Linked DNA regions of Arachis hypogaea: region 2 is linked to region 1. A link is a contact called in public Hi-C data. All regions are on one chromosome and are shown on one strand. The core of a region is the stretch at or near the end of the contact, and the rest is flanking DNA. Distances in the headings are between cores, read along the strand shown. Region 1 holds the start of LOC140182320. Region 2 holds the start of LOC112776123.

Region 1 (5,341 bases), core at 1,047-3,546:
CAAGTCGTAAACCTGATTTTCCGGATAAAGTTTGCATTAATGAGCTTTTTGGCTTCGGCCATGGATGCCAGCCTTTTCTCGGTTCCGAGATTCCGTTTCTTCTGGGATACTGGTCGGGCCGCCGGGTTTATGGCCAATTTGTGAGTAATAACAGATGGATCTATGCCTGGCATGTCCCCTGATGTCCAAGCAAATAAATCGACGTTCTCGCGCAGGAAACGGATGAGCTTATCCTTCTCTTTGCTTTCGACGGAAGTTCCCACGAAAGTGAATTTCATAGGGTCGTCCGTCAGAAAAAGCTTTGTTAGGTCGTCGTTTGCTGTAGGACGATCTTGGAAGTCGACTCTGGGATCTAGTTCGGCTAATATTGGCTGCTCGGCGCTTATGGAGTTAACCCGCCGATCATTGCTTCTCTTGATAGGCTTGAGGCTTGTGTTATAGCAGTACCAAGCTTCCTGTAAGTCGCCGTGTATCGTAGCAACAACATTATTCTGCACAGGAAACTTTACACAAAGGTGGACTGTAGAAACAATTGCAGCAAATCGATTTAAAAAAGGTCGCCCGAGAATAAGGTTATAAGGGCTAAAACAGTCGACCACGAGATATTGAATATCTTGAGTTTTGGAAAGTGGTTGCTCACCGAGTGTGGTTTGTAACCACACTGAACCCATGACTGGAACCCGTTCTCCTAAAAATTCGACCAGATCCCCTACAGATGGCTGCAAAATGTTAGTACTTAATTTCATTTTCTCAAATGTAGCAAAAAATAATACGTCGGCGCTGCTGCCTGGGTCCAGCAGTACTTTCCGGACTATTAAGTCTCCTAATTGGATAGAGATGACAACAGGGTCATCCAAGTTTGTGTCAATGCAATTATAGTCGGCTGGACAGAAGGTCATCTCTGGGATGTCTTGTACGGGCTGAGCATTGTTGGTGGTATCCCCAACGGTCAACATGGCCCTGTACGTGCATTTTCTGGCCGAACTTGTGGGCCCACCTCCGGCATATCCTCCAGAGATGCAATTGATGATACCCCGTGGCTCAGCGGGGGATTTTTCTTTGTCCCTGGATGAGGACCCCATGGGAGATGGGTCCGTTGTAGGAATAGTCCTTTTCTGCATATGCCCTGCAATATATTTGTCAAGATGTCCTTGTCTTGCTAGGCGTTCAAGGAGGTCCTTTGCGATAACACATTCATCGGTTGTATGACCATACTTCTGATGAAATGTGCAATACTTGGATTTGTCAATATTCTTGGGTTCTGGGTAGCTGCCGGCCTTTCGAGGGGGTTTGATCAACTTGGAGTTCAGGATTTCCTTGATAATGTCATCTCTTTTGGCGTTAAACTGCGTATACGAGTCATATCGTGGGGTAGGCTTAAAACTTTTCTTGCTATCCCGAGGTTTATCGTCATCCTTTGTATTTGCCAACTTTTCAGCTTTCCTGGCTTGACGAAGTTCTTCAATATCTATTTGCCCCTTAGCTTTCTCACGAAATTCGGCTAGTGTCTTTGGCTTGGATACAGCGATGGTCTCCTGGAACTTCTCTGGGCGTAAGCCGCTTTTGATTGCATGTAAATGGACCTCGGGATGAAGGTTCGGAATTTTCATCGCTATCTTCGTGAAGTGGGTGATGTAGTCTTTCAGGCTTTCCTGAGGGCCTTGCTTAACAGTTGTTAAATAGTCGGAGCCGTGTAGATATATCGCCGATGCTGCAAAGTGATCCTCGAATTGCTTCGCCAGCTCCTGGAAACGTGAGATAGAATCCACAGGCAAAGAGCAAAACCAGTCAAGTGCAGGACCATCTAGAAAAGACGGAAAACATCGGCATAAAATAGGGTCGGATGCACCGTTAACGATCATAATAGATCGAAATTTTTTGACGTGTTGCTTCAGATCTCCCAGGCCATCATAGAGGGTTAACGTCGTAGGCAAGGTAAATTGCCTAGGAAGCTGAAAATTCATTATGTCAGCTGTGAATGGTCCCACAGAGTTGTCGGGTTCATTATCCTCGTCTTCAGGAGGAGCTTCATCATTACGAGGGCCACCACCTTCATCATCTTGGGGTGTTTCCGAGACATGCGTTGGTGTAGATTGTCGCTCATCATTGTCTCGTCGTCCATGGTGGTCGTTATTATGCTCGATACGAGCATTGACTAATTGCTCAATTTGTTGTTGCATCCTTTGATTTTCCTCCATCATACGTTGATTTGCCTCGGCCATTTGTTGGTTAGCTTGTTGAAGCTCGGTAACCATCCGAAGGAGCTCGGAAGGGGTGGGTGGTGGTGCATCAGCCATTGGAGCCTGTGAGAAATAAGCAAAGAAAGATCTTTAACTTCTCGGCTCCACGGTGGGCGCCAAATGTTCTTGCCTGGATATGGCCGAACTATAACTCGTTTCTTGGAAGCTATCAGCCGATCTCCTAGTACGTCACAATGAAGCTCGGCCGCCAAGTGAAGACAATGAGGGGAGCACCTGCAAAAAGCACTCCGACGCTCAAGTTAGTTTAAGAGAATAATTTAGGAAAAGTCTCTTTGTTTTTGAACCAACATACCTCGGCGAACTCCGATTATTCGTTTTTATAATTAAAAGATGATACTAATCGTTTAGGTATGAATTAATCGTGTTGTATGTAACCGACCAAGAACTTTATTGCCATAAAGTCGGCGGGGTAAATGCGCAGAAGTAACGTACCAATTAAAAAGGGGACTGCCGAACTATAACTCGTAACCGACGTATAACGGTAATATCACTTCCAAACCTTGCTATTAAGATGGAAGGTTTATCATCATTTTCTCTTATTAAATAGAAGCATTTATGTGAATAAGATCAGATTTACTATTTCTTGACACGGGCAACATACAATTTAATTCAATGGTCTACTTAATTATAGACGAGGTACACACTAGGCTTACAATTTATACAATGTACTTTCCTAAATATCACCATGTCTATATTCTGCAATTACAGCCTAATTAGGGAGAAAACTAACAAATTCTGTACGGCAAAAAGTTTTAACATATCTTGCGTATTGGGTGTCACTAATGTATACTATTTATTTTGTTAAAGAACTCGAAATAAAGTCCAATACAATAAAATTTGTTAATGGATAATGTTACAGGGCAACCCAATTTAATATTTTAGTGGGTAATTAATTAATAATATTTAAAAGTATAAATTAAAAGAAGATTCTATGGTGTTTACCAAAAAATTAATATAACATGTTGTCCTTATGTACCAATTGTTAAAGATTATTGGAGGCTATTTTTTTTAAATGAAAAAGAGAAAAGAAAGATTAAATTAAAGTAATATAATAAAAATTTTGAAAATTTTTTTAAATAAATAAATTAAATATTTTATTTATCAAAATATATTATTATAAAAATATTTATTAATTAATGTAATATTATTTATTCCATTTATATTAAAAATAAGATATATATACATATATTTTGTTTATACTATAAATAAAATAAATAAAATAATATAAACAAAATATTAAATATAGAAACATTTTTTGTGTGTGGTTAGTTTGAGTTTATTACTTATGTTAAGGTATTTCATCCATCCCATTTGTGGTTAGTTTGAATATTTTGAAAATGAAAATATAGAAACATTTTTTTTTTTGTGTGTGTGCGTGTGTTTGTATGAATAATCGGCACATTTTTGGGTTTGGGGAAGAGAGAGAATTGTTATCTAATCTTTTTATTGGGTCCAATGTTTAAACCAACGGAAACATTCTGTAATGGAAAAACGGGAAGGAATTTATTGATGTCAGCCCACTAAATAGCCCAGATAACTGCTAACATAATTAACCCATATTTGCTTCAACCCATAGATGCTAAGTTGAATACCTTTTTTTTTTTCTGTTTGGTAAGTAATATTTTTAGTCTATCCAATATTTTTCAAAATTTTTAAAATTGACTTCAACCTTTTATGACAAAAAAAAAAAAAAAGCTTCAACATTTAAGGGTGTGTTAGAGCACTACAAGACTTAGTTTAGTAGCAACTATGTTTGCTTTGGTGTGCACCGAGTTCAAATCTTAATTATGAGTAGGAAGTTAATATACAGAACCACAGAGAAGGGAAGGGGATGTGTATGCGTAAGGGTGTAAATTGACCAAAAAAAAGTTGTTAGAGAACACCGCTGAAAGATTATATTTACTTCAATAATTTTTATTTGTATGATTACTTTCTAAAATAATCGATTATTATTGACAACCAATTTATGTTTTGAATGTATGCGGTATAACAAGTATAAAGTATTAGCATGTATCTTGCATGAGAAAAATGAAAATTCCGTAATTTAATATCGATCTTTAACTTCAAATTTAATTCTTTCATCATCCATGTAATTAACATTAATATTTATAATAATTTATGCTAACTTATTATAGTCTTTAAATATCTTCCATGACAGTCTTGTATGGTAGAACATGATGAATTTTAAATAGAACAATGTTACATAGTCAGTAAATATTATTATTTTTTATCAATATTTAATTAGTAATAATTTATATCAATATTTACAAATATTTTATATATAAAAAAATAATTTATATCTATATTTACGAAAATTTTATACATAAATTAATATAATTTATATCCATATTTTTTAGAATTTATATATATAAATTAATAAAATTTATTTGTTAAAAATAATTTAATAATTATACTAACTAGATGATGACTAAAAATTGTTAGTCTAAAATTTTTTCTTCTAAATATTAATTTTTATCTTTTTATTATCCCATTTGATAGAATAAATGATAACTTGCCGTAAAAATAAGTCAATAGTTAAAAAATAGATAAAAAAATTAATTATTAGATATATTATCTTTATATTTGTAAGTACAGATATCTATATATGTCATGTATTTAATAATGACTTCTTGATCATAAATATATTCTATTATTTTCCATTCATTACTTTTTTTTTTTTATTTTATGATAAAATTATTATATCTATCTGTTTATATTACTTTATCTTTTACTCTCTCCTCCAGTGTCCCTAACAAAAAAAAAAAAAAAAAATCTTGAAATTACCCTTATGTTTACCAAATATATAGTCTTATATTACATTTTCAAGAAATATTTTCTACATATTTCTGTTAATGATAGTATTAAATTTTACGATCATAGTATATATACAAAAAATTAACCATCACATATAAAAATATATACTTAATAAATCATAAATTTTTTTTTGATATATTACTGTAAATAAATTTAATTATTAATTTATTATAAATCTAAATATTTTACTTTCTCGTAGCAAATAATTATTTATTTGAAAAAAAATTTGAATTAATATATATAAATATATAAAATACAGAATAATT
Region 2 (5,373 bases), core at 2,177-4,676, 470 kb after region 1:
TGCTTATCTTTTTAATATATTTTCATTTCTTTTCTTTTAAATATTTATTAAATATAATTTGGAGAGAATACTAATGTTATGATTAAAAATTAAAATCAAGATTCAATTATTTAAAAGAAATTGATTTTGAGTTAATTTTATAACTATCAATATAATTTTTTTATGCTAATATCTAATTATATTTTATATACATAGAAAAAAATATTATTTTTAAATAGCAAACATCAAAATTAATTATTTTTATTTGTGCAACAAACTTAACAACTAATAAAAAATATACAAGTTAAATCATTCCAAATTTTAGATAACGAATATTAAAATTAATTATTAGTAATAAATTAAACTCTTTCACATAAAAATAATAACTAAAAATCTTATTATTTGATTTTTTATCTACAGAAACCCTAGTCTTCTTAATCGATGAGAACTTTGGTCCCTTACGATCTTTTTGTAAAAATAGTTTGATTTTATAAATCTTTTGTACCATAATCTATAATGTCAGGATAAAATCGATATAATTCTAAAATATTTATATTCCCGTAATATAATTACGGATACAAATACTAGTACATCACTAAAGTTTGTTTTTAGTGTCCCTTGCAAATGCATTACTAAATCCTATAAATCCTACAAACAATTTATTAGGTTTATCTGTTTCGGGAGCGATATTTTCCTACCTAACAATAATGTATGGATAAAGTCTAAGATTGTACGTTTAGCGATCGACTAATAACTCCTCACAGCGAGGACGACTTCGCAATTGATATACTTTCTGGATGGATAAAATCTTGTAGCGTTCATTTTATTATTGGTTTCTTAATTGTATTATTATTAGTGTTTACGAAAATATAAACTTTTTGAAACTATTCGATTTTGTTCTGATATTATAGTGAAAATTCTTGATGGTTTAGAGAAGGGGTTGAATCTATGATCTTCTTTTAAATTGATTGATTAACTCTTAAAATCAGGAACTGAAACTTTGTTTCTGTTCGTCTGTGTAATAGATTATGCAGGAAACAATGTAGTTTTATCTCATAAATCGCAGAGAGACAAAATAGTGCAAAAAAAAAAGAAAATGGCACCAGCATATATTCTAGTTCAGTTGATTTGTGCAATACAACCTACATCCAGTCTCCACCACAACGTTGGTGAAATTTTCACTATACTTTCAAGTATTACAAACACCAATTCCCTAGGACTCAACATAATCTTATTTGGAACAAACCAAACTTCAACATAAGCTTGATTTGGCTAGGCAACATCCTAGACTTTCACTACACAAGTGCTTACCCAACTTAGTAAGGGATACATCAGATACAAGATGCATAATAGAAATACAAACAAATAGAAATCTGAAATCAATTTTGGCTTTTTTCTCCAAGTTCTTCTCTTTACCTTTTCTCTCTATTTGGCTTTTTCAAATGCCTCACATTTATGCCTTTTTCTGCTCAATAGAAAAATAGAGAAAGATAAACATTAAAATAGAATAATAGAATAATAAACCATGAAGGAGATGATGATTCACAGCTTTGAAGCTATTAGATGAACCAACTTCAAAACTCTCTATGATTGTTCTTCATTTTGGCGGTATGTTTCTTTGATATAGAAACATAGTCCAAAGCGTTGAACTCTCACTGGGAAGCTCTCTATGAAACTCAGATTCTGGTTCTCTCTCCTTGGCTTCATTCTGAAAATTTCTTTTCTTTTTTGTATGATTTCAGTTACCACACCTTGCTTCACACAGTTGACATCTTCTCATAAAATCAGAGCAGCAACGATGCAGAAGAGAGATGGGGCTGTCGCAGAGGTTTTAGATTTCATGCATTCATACTTTCCATCTTCTCTTTAATCCTTTTTTCAATATCTTCAAAGATCTGAACCATTTATTCTTGCTTTGGCTTCAAGTCCCTTTCTTGACCGTTGATCCATAGTAGAATTTCATAACCTCTATTTTCTTTATTTTTTCTAGAAATGGGTATGAGAGAGAAGGGAGCTTCAGCAAGCTACTTTGGGGTACCATAAATGGAAAGATTTTCTGATAATGCCTTAGATCTGATTTCTTCTTCTTTAATGTGAACCCCAGCATAGCCATCTTATCATGCGTAGGTGAGAGAAAAGAAGAAAGAGAACAGAGAGTTGGTTTAGGATTAGTTCAGATACAAATAGAGTTGCATTGCTTTAGTTAGCTACCAATTTAAATTGATTGAATGGACTTAGAACTCTTCTTGGGCTTGTTATGAATCATGGACTTGATTTATCAGTTTGTGACCTGAAGCTGTCCTTAATTTCTCATAAAACCAGCCACTTGTTTTATGGATTTGGACAATTAGTGAGCTTCTCTTTTTTCATGTTACTATATCTGAAACAACATAGATTTCCATCTAAACAAAGCTTTTCTTTGCTTCATTGGCTTGGACTGCTGCACAATTATTTTGGACTTGCATCACTAAATGAAATAATTGAATCCAATTGGATATTTAACCCAATAAATCAATATTTGTCATCATTATTAAATTAATTGTATTTTTAACTCAACATATAGATCATGGTTGAAAAGATTTATAGAATCAAATTAATTTTATAAAAAGATCATACAAGACAAAGATCTCTATCAGCTAAGACTAAGGTCTCCGTATAGATAAAAAATATCAAATAATAAGCTTTTAAATTATTATTTTCGTACGAAAGAGTTTAGTTTTTTACTAATAATTAATTTTAACATTCATTATCTAAAATTTAAAAAAATTTAATTCGTATACTTTTATATTTTGATTATGTGTGAAGTTTGTTATACAAATAAAACTCTTAGAATTCATGGACATACACAACAATTTTATAGTCCTATATATTTTAACTACTCGTAGATATTTTGATTAATGACATGCAAAAGGTGCATATTATTAATACGTATATATAAAAGATGAAAAACTATCAAGCCACTAGCAAAAAGCCTACACAAGGGGCCACTTAGAGTATGGGCATGTGCAGTAATATTATTAGGACCTTATAATAATAAACTGAATCTTCAATAAGCATGCAACTATTATCTCTTCTATCTTGTGCATCAAGTTACTTTTATTGGGATGACTTGTAAATAAAACTATCTTAGCTAGTGTTATTGTTAATTTATTATTGTCTTACTATTCAGTTATTTTTCTTTAATAGTTATACAAACTAAATTAATCATTGTTGATATTATTGGATGGAAATTGATAGGGGAATTCTCAAACTAGTTGTTGGTAAACAACACAAAAATTATTGACTTTTCTGCAGCTTCCTCCCGAGACAAGTCAATAGTTTCAAATGCATCACAAGACAAGTTAGTAGCTGCAAACTATCTCCTATTGTCGTCGTTTTCTTGTTTGAAGATGCTATGAGGTTTGTCGTGTAACTATAAAATGTTTTTTCCCTTATAATTGCAAAGTTGTTTCCACTTTCTTTTTTTTTTCATATTTTACTGTCGAACTTTGCATGAGAGCATGAGAAAATTTTATATTTGTGTTTTGATACTATAATTAACTGTGATCCTAGATGGTAATTGAGGTATTCATTTCTAATAAGATGGCAACCTACTTGAAGTTCATTTTTCACATGATACAGTGCCTTCTACCAAATTAATGGTACTTTTTTTGTTAGTGCTAAACTTTCTTGGTTTTCATTAACTATAAAGCACATTTATTTGTGAACATGAGTTACCAATGCTCTTTTTTTTAAGAAATTCACGAAGAATGCAATGCTATATTCTTATATCCTCGAAAGCACTTCTAGATTGCAATGCTTTATTTTGTTGATATTATTTATTTGTATTATTTTTTTGTCCCTTTCCGTGGTTGTGATCTTAAACCCACCCTATTTGTCACTTTGTTGGTGTGCATTAATCTCTACTCTTTCTTATGTTGTAGATATTTTGTGCCACCATAACCCTCTGTTCATGCTTTAGTGGTTGGCATTAGTATAATCCTGAATAAGTAAATGTTGACTTAGGGGATATATTTACAATACAAACTACGTAGGTGCAATACCTAATCTAATAGTGATTGGAAGTGATTCATAGTATATGTGTAGTATTATGATCTGGTACTGGCATGAATCTGATTAAAATTGTATGACATGTTTAGTTACTATTCCATGTACGGCCATATTGAGAAGTTAGCTGAAGAGATTAAACAGGGGGCTGCTTCCGTGTAAGGAGTAGAAGCAAAACTCTAGCAGGTTTGTATTGAAAAATCTATCTTGTTATAAATCTTTTTTTTAGAACTCATTGTTCTGAGAATTTTTTAGGAATTTGCATGTTGCAGTTATAATATTGTTAACACATGCATGTACCTGAAACACTACCTGAAGAGGTACTTGGGAAGATGGGAGCACCTCCAAAGAGTGATGTGCTGATTATTACACCCAATGAGCTACCTGAGGTTGATGGTTTATTGCTTGGATTCCAACGAGATTTGGACTCATGGTTGCTCAATTTAAGGCATTTTTGGATGCAATCGGAGGCCTATGGCGTACACAGGCACTAGCAGGAAAGCCTGCCAGAATCTTTTACGACACCAGTTTTCAAGGAGGCGGACAGGAGACCACCTCGTGAGTTTCCGAATCTGTCCAATTTTGCTTCCATTACTTCCCATTTTCCCCCATGAGTGTCTTTTTAATGCTGGTTATAGACATTTGTGAACTACATTGCCTTATTTTCCGCATACTTACACCTAGATTTTATCAGAGGCTCCAATGAACAAGCATTTTTACTTTTATATTTAATTTTGATGTTAAAATGAAATAACACTTAAAAAAGGAGATGATTTAATAATATTAATTAACATCTTAATATATCTACATATGTGAAATATTATATTCCCTGCCACTTCCAAATTTGTTAATTAGTTTTTTTAGTTCAGTATATTTTTGTAAGGAGAATATATATTAAGATTTCATTCCTATGAAAATATACTAAACTATCTTATCTGTTTGATAAACCGAGTTTGCAAATATTTAAGGCTAGAGTGGTTATCCTTTTTCGTCTATATCCTCAGCAAATGGAGCCAGATTGAGCCAAGACCAGGTACTAATTATTAGTATTTATCTCTCTCTAAATAGCTAGTTATAATTAGTTGTATTTGATTTATTATTAATACTATTAGTGGAGTAGATAGTAATTGAGTGCCTTGCAGAGTGAATTTATGAACTTTGAGAAATCTAAGAGAAGGATAGAAACAAGATCGAGCCAAAGAGGTTAAAAAGATAGCTACTCCTAATTAACACTACAAGATTTCTATTTGTTTATGGAAGTTTTTTTGTGGAAGTTTTAAAAAACCTCCATAACATATTTGATTTTTGGAAAAATATGAAACCCCCATTAATTAATGCCAATTTAAA

What was found. Hi-C and Micro-C count contacts between places; a contact is called where the count stands out from the background.
Region 2: a Hi-C map of leaf shows a contact between it and region 1, with 2.3 times the contacts expected there. The contact joins the promoter of LOC112776123 here to the promoter of LOC140182320 in region 1. A contact is called at or near these places in 2 of 8 Hi-C or Micro-C datasets (leaf and an unstated tissue).

The regions. Positions count from the first base shown.
Region 1 is chr19:115,351,077-115,356,417 of arahy.Tifrunner.gnm2.J5K5, forward strand. LOC140182320 reads right to left here and starts at 2,297. Exons shown (of 1, transcript XM_072228482.1): 1 at 1-2,297. The coding sequence starts at 2,297.
Region 2 is chr19:115,821,697-115,827,069 of arahy.Tifrunner.gnm2.J5K5, forward strand. It overlaps LOC112776123, which reads left to right and starts at 3,427. Exons shown (of 13, transcript XM_072226910.1): 1 at 3,427-3,620; 2 at 4,119-4,212; 3 at 4,299-4,584; 4 at 4,995-5,373.